2 separate regions of the Sus scrofa genome follow, and region 2 is linked to region 1. Evidence: chromatin contacts called from public Hi-C data. All regions are on one chromosome and are shown on one strand. Each heading gives the region's core, a stretch centred on a gene start, on an enhancer-like site or on the middle of the called end of the contact. The rest is flanking DNA. Distances are from core to core; before and after follow the strand shown. Region 1 holds the start of ICAM1 (intercellular adhesion molecule 1). Region 2 holds the start of ILF3 (interleukin enhancer-binding factor 3).

The links. Hi-C and Micro-C count contacts between places; a contact is called where the count stands out from the background.
Region 2: a Hi-C map of retroperitoneal adipose tissue shows a contact between it and region 1, with 1.6 times the contacts expected there. The contact joins the promoter of ILF3 here to the promoter of ICAM1 in region 1. A contact is called at or near these places in 1 of 5 promoter capture datasets (liver), 1 of 47 Hi-C or Micro-C datasets (retroperitoneal adipose tissue) and 1 of 2 datasets of contacts at active chromatin or transcription factors (alveolar macrophages).

The regions. Positions count from the first base shown.
Region 1 is chr2:69,095,877-69,098,576 of Sscrofa11.1, reverse strand. It overlaps ICAM1 (intercellular adhesion molecule 1), which reads right to left and starts at 1,441. Exons shown (of 7, transcript NM_213816.1): 1 at 1,334-1,441. The coding sequence starts at 1,412.
Region 2 is chr2:69,412,518-69,415,299 of Sscrofa11.1, reverse strand. It overlaps ILF3 (interleukin enhancer-binding factor 3), which reads right to left and starts at 1,425. Exons shown (of 20, transcript XM_021083797.1): 1 at 1,152-1,425.

The DNA.
Region 1 (2,700 bases), core at 192-2,691:
TGAGCAGAGATCTGAATGATGAGCAGTGGGCTGGCCATCCAGAGGAAAGGGAAATGAGTTGCAGGCCAAATAACAGCAAATGCAAAGGTCCTGAGGCAGGGTGACTGGAGCAAAGAGTATGGGGAATTAACTGGGGTGAAAGGAAGTTAGGCAGATCATGCAAATAGGGTAAGAGGTGTTAAGGATAGTCTTCATTCTGTGAGCAATGAAGAGCCATGGAGGATTTTGGCAAAAGAAGGGCATGAATTCAGCATTCTTTTCCCTTCCAAGAGGTCAGGTGGAGGGAGTCAGTCCTCCAGGGATAAAGGACATCCAATCAGGCTGGCTCCTCATTCCCTTGGACAAGTGGTTTCCCCTCTCTGGGCCTCAATTTCTCCATCTGTAAGTTGGGTGACTATAGTCACCCCGCCTCCTGCTAATGCAAGTCACACCCAGCGCAGTGCAGGTAACAAGTGACTGCAGGTAAGAGGGAGGGGGGTTGTTGGGATAAGCTTCCTCAGACTGGGGTGCCTCCAAAGCGGAAAATAATGTCTGTCTGAGCCCCTCCCCTAGATCTCTTCCTTCAGCTTTGGGTCTCCTCCATTGGTGCGGAGATGTGTGGATAATTCTGGGATCATTCCCATTTCACAGACGGCAATGGTGAGGCCTGAAAAAGGGCGCTTACTCAGGTGAGAATGCGGGAGAACCCAGACGGAAATAGGGATCAGAACACTTTGTTGAGCTGGCAATCACAATGTCCATCTTTCATTCTCCTGCCACCCTCCCCCCCTTCTCCACCCCCACTCCCCCGACCCCAGGCGCAGCCGCCGGGGCATCCCACTGCTCAGCCTCTGCTCCCCGGGCAAGTCAGCCTTGGAATTCCCCTGAGCTGAGAGTCCTGGACTTCCCCCAGGGGCAGAGGGTGAGGAACAGAATGTACAAGGGTGTGTTGTGGCGGGGAGGGGGGGGAAGTCCCCAGTCCAGGTAAGCTTGGCGAGGGGCTACATCTCTCCAAGCTCTGACCACCTCCTGGGGCCAGGGCACACCCCTTCCAGGTGGCCGCTATTAACTTCTCCATTTTATGGCTGAAAAACTGAGGCTCCTCTGGGAGGGGCAGTCCAGAGTCCCGAAGCCACAGATCGTGCCATAATGGAGGGTCTAGATTCGCACCCAGGGCTGTTGATTTTCAATCGGTGGCTCTAGCCCCAGTTTCCCATAGACAGCTCCCCAAAGTATGAGTGGCCTTATCCCCAAGCCTCCTACCTGGGGACAAGGTCCTCGCACCGCTCCCAGGGGCTTAGCTCGTATCCCGGAGAGCCCGCCCGACAGACGGCAGCCCCCACGCCCGACTCACCTGGGAGCAGAGCCCCAAGCAGGGGCAGGAGCAGGGCCAGGAGCGCAAGCTGGCCAGGATGGGTGGCGCCGGGAGCCATCGCGGAGGCGGCGGGGCGGACTAAGTGGCTCAGAGGCGTGTGGCGCGCACTGTGGCGCCGAGGGTCCTTTTATAGTGGCCCGCCACGGGGGGCCGAGGGGCGGTGCTCCCTTCCCGGAAACCTTGAGCTTTCCCCTCCCGAACGAGGGCTCCGGCATTTCCGCTGAGGGGGTGCCGGGGGCCGTGCCAGATTGTCCACCCGCCTCGCTGGCCGCTCAAGCACCGGAATTTCCCAACTGAAGTAAAGAGGGCTGCCTGGCGGAAGCGACCCGGCTGCAACTCGGGGGTTGCTCCCGGCGCTCGGGGCCCGGGGCCCTGGCTGGGCTAACCTTGATTGTAAGTTTACACTGCGTTTAGCGCTTTACTGAATGCTACCAACCACTCTGGACAGTAGGGACGGTTACTGCGTCCATTCCGTAGAGGGGTAAACAGAGGATCCGAGCTGCGAGGGCCTTCGAACTCGTCTGACTCCCCTGCGCGTTCAGGCCTCTTTAACCGAGTAGAGGCTCCCTCGCTTCGGTGGGGGCCCAGGAATCTTCCCCCAAGCGTTTCTCGTCCAAGGGTGCCCCTCCCCCAAGAGGCATGTTCCCCTCCCAGCTGACACCGAGATTTCCTGGGAAGCGCTGCAGGCACGGGCACCTCCAGGCGCCAGTGAACCCTGGGGGTGAGGACGCAAGCCTCATCACGTCTGCATCCCCCACGGATGGGCGCTCCCACCCCGCCGGGCCTCGCTTCCCCTTTTGGCCTCCGCCGCGTGAACGTCTTTAGTTTTCAGAAAAAGGAAGGAAGCCTCGTGGTCTTGACGCGTGGAACCCCTCCGCTGCAGTTCCCAGGCTCCGTGGAGAAACTGATGCCGCAGACATTGACTGCGAGAGGGGAGAGGGGGCGCTCGAACCATTGCCTTCTGCAGGGAAACTGAGGCAGCCGCTAGGTCCCAGAGTGGGGCGGGGAGAGGGAGTCCTCTGCGCGCAGCTCCCGAAACTCGAACCCCGGCCCCCAGCACTGTGCGAGTGTTTGTCCGGGCTTGTTCCATTAGGGCATTTCAGGGAAATGATGAGGCCCCGCGCCGCGTCTATAGGTCGCCCCCATGCCGCCCCACCCTAACCCCAAGGTCACCCCACACTATCCCCAGGGCCACGCCTGCGCGTGGGACCCCAAGATTCAGCATGCAGCTCGTCAAGGCTGTGGACCCTAGAGTCTCCAAGCGCGGAGCTCCGCCGCCTAAGTCTTCCTGTTGTGGGGGGAGCGTCGCGTCGCCATGGAGACCTACTGGGGCCAAAGAGGTCGAG
Region 2 (2,782 bases), core at 176-2,675, 320 kb before region 1:
AGAGACATTAGAACGCTAAACAATCATAAAAAGATTCAGAATCACTGAAATACCTGAGTCCAGGAAAAGTAATGATGCTTCCTTGCTGATCTGTCAAGTCCCCTAGGCAGGATGCCAAACAATTTTCAATCAATTTTGGAAATATTGAGAAGAGACGGCTTACTCTCCCCAAGTTTAGACACTGAACTGGGCAAGAGCATGTTGATCCTTAAACATCCCAAATAATATCCCCAGGCGAAGAACTGCCCAGGGCAAAACCTCTAAAGCAACCCCAAGAATCTCAGTCACTCAACAACTTGAGGAAGTAAGCTAGAAAAGAATTTTAAGCGCTCATGTTTGGGTCTCAATCTGGAAGATCACAGGGCACCCAAATATCACATCTGATCACCATTTTGAGGGAGAATCGGGAAAAAATTCAACATCAATGAAACATCTAAAATAAATGAAGTGAAAGCTTAAAATAAACCTTTTAGCAATTCTGGATCCGGATCTGGGGGAGGCCAGCCTAACCAGAGATTTAAAAACCCCATGAACCCACAAAGACCTCCTCTGCAATCCACTTAAGGACGGGGTTCCAGGGAGGGGGTCTGCCTCTCCGCTCCACGAAAAGACAAAGGAGGCGATGTTTCCCGCCTCGAGAACCTGGGACTCTCCTGGAACCCGGGACCGGAATGGGACAAAGAGAAGAGGTGGGGGGGTAGCCCCTGCTCCGCGGGGCAGGATGCTTCCAGTCGGAGGGGGGTGTGTGCTCACCGCACGTGCGCGTGTGCGCGCGTGGCGCCCCAACAGACAAAGCCCGACCCGGGGGAGGCGGCAGCCGGGGGCCCAGTGCGCGCGCACCCCCGCGAGAGGCGCCACCGCCGGCCGAGGGGCCGCGAAGGGGGGGGCGGATGCGCGCGCACCGGGCCCTCGCCGCCGCCGCCATTTTGTCTCCTCGGCACAATGGGGGAGAGTAACGGCCGAGCGCGGGAGGTAGGCTAGCAAAGGAGGAAGGAGCCAGGCACTGGGGCGAGAGAACCAAACGAAAGCAGGGAACACAAGGCGCCTCAGGCCTTATCTCCGCAACTCCTCACCCGAGCCCGCGCTGAGGAGAGAACGGGGGGAGGGGGAAAGGCGGGAGCGGGCCCGGCCGCCGCCACATTGACGCTTACCTCGTCTGGGTCCCTTTCCTCGACAGCAACCACCGCCCTCCGGCCACAGCCCGCCTCGGTCTTCCCCAAAAAGCCACGCGGTACGCACCGGGCTGCTGAGTCCAACTGCAATGGCGAGAAGAGGAGGAGGAGGAGCCGGGGCCGGGGACGAGCTGGCGGGCGGGCGCGCGCTAGGGAGGTGCGGAACCACGTGACCGGGCGGAGCCACGCCCCCTGCCGCCTCGTTACCGCTCGACGCAGGCCCAGCGGGAGAGGCAGGGAGGGAGGAACAGAGAAAAGAAGGCGGGCCCTGGTCACGTGACAGAACCGTAAGACGTTACGTGGCGTCGGGACGTTTTCCTCCTCTTTCCACGCCTTTGCTTGATCATGTGACAGTGGCAAATTCGGAGATCTCCTTGGCCATGTGATAAGGACTTTTGCTCCTTGCCTTTGCGGTATTGGTAGGCCTGTTTCATGTGACAACATTGCCTTTCTTTTTTTCAATTGCGGTTTTTGAGCGGCCATTACCACGTGAGGCCGAGGGAGGGGCGGAGCCTCCCTGGTCTCCTAGTTTATGCGCTTGCGCGGCCGCCATCTTACGCCCGTCGCCAGGAGTACGTTGGCGGAAACGGTCAGAGAGGCTGGCTCTTGAGCGTCCTCATGGTGGCTGGTGTTGCTAGAAGAGGTTCGCTCTGCTACTGAAGCGGTACGGTGGCACTTCCTTCCCACTGCCTGCTTTTTCCACGAGAGGCCGAGCAGACTCGAGCTGTGTGTGTGAGGAAAGGTCGGACAGAACTCCTCGTTGCTGCTTCGGCATCCGGGTCTTTGGTGTTGAAACTTTTTCACGGGTAGCGCCCCGCTAAACTACCCGGCCCGGAGCCTCTGAAGGGCAGAGCCCAGTTGGTCAGAATCTTCCAGTCCCCCATTCACAGATGAAGAAATTGAGGCCCGATCCAGAAAAAGACCCGACTGAAGGCCTCACTGTCTTTTGCGGGAAATCTGGGACTTGGACTGAGACACTTGGCCAGCCACATCTTGGCGGGGAGGTCGGGGTCATAAGTAAAGGCATGGGGGACCGAGCGTCATCACTTTACGATCCTGGTGTTGTTGCATCCTCTTGGGAGCCTCAGATCCTCAGTGTACAATCTATGCCTAAGCTAAGTCCTGCTTTCTTCCAGAATCAGGATCAGTCAGGCGTTGGTAGACAAGTGATAGAGACATTGCTGAGATTCGGAGGCAAGTAGTTCAGGACTTAACGGCCTAAATAAATCTTTTTTGCAGAAGCAGGAATAGTGTAGCTAGTTTAAGAATGCAAGATCCCGAGTTCCCATCTCGGCTCAGTGGAAATTAATCCGACTAGCATCCATGAGGACTCAGGTTTGATCCCTGGCCTCCTCAGTGGGTTAAAGATCCCGAGTTGCCCTGAGCTGCGGTTTAGGTCGCAGAGGGGTCCTGTTCTGGCGTGGCTGTGGCATAGGCCAGTAGCTACAGCTCCGGTTAGACCTTCCTGGGAGCTTCCATATGCCTGGCTGCAACCCTAAAAAAAACCAAAAAAATTTTTAAGAAAATGCAAGATCCAGGGTCGCCCTAAGTTTGGGTCTCTGTATAATCAAGACTAGTGCACCTCCCTGAGCTTCTCTTGCATTATCTAC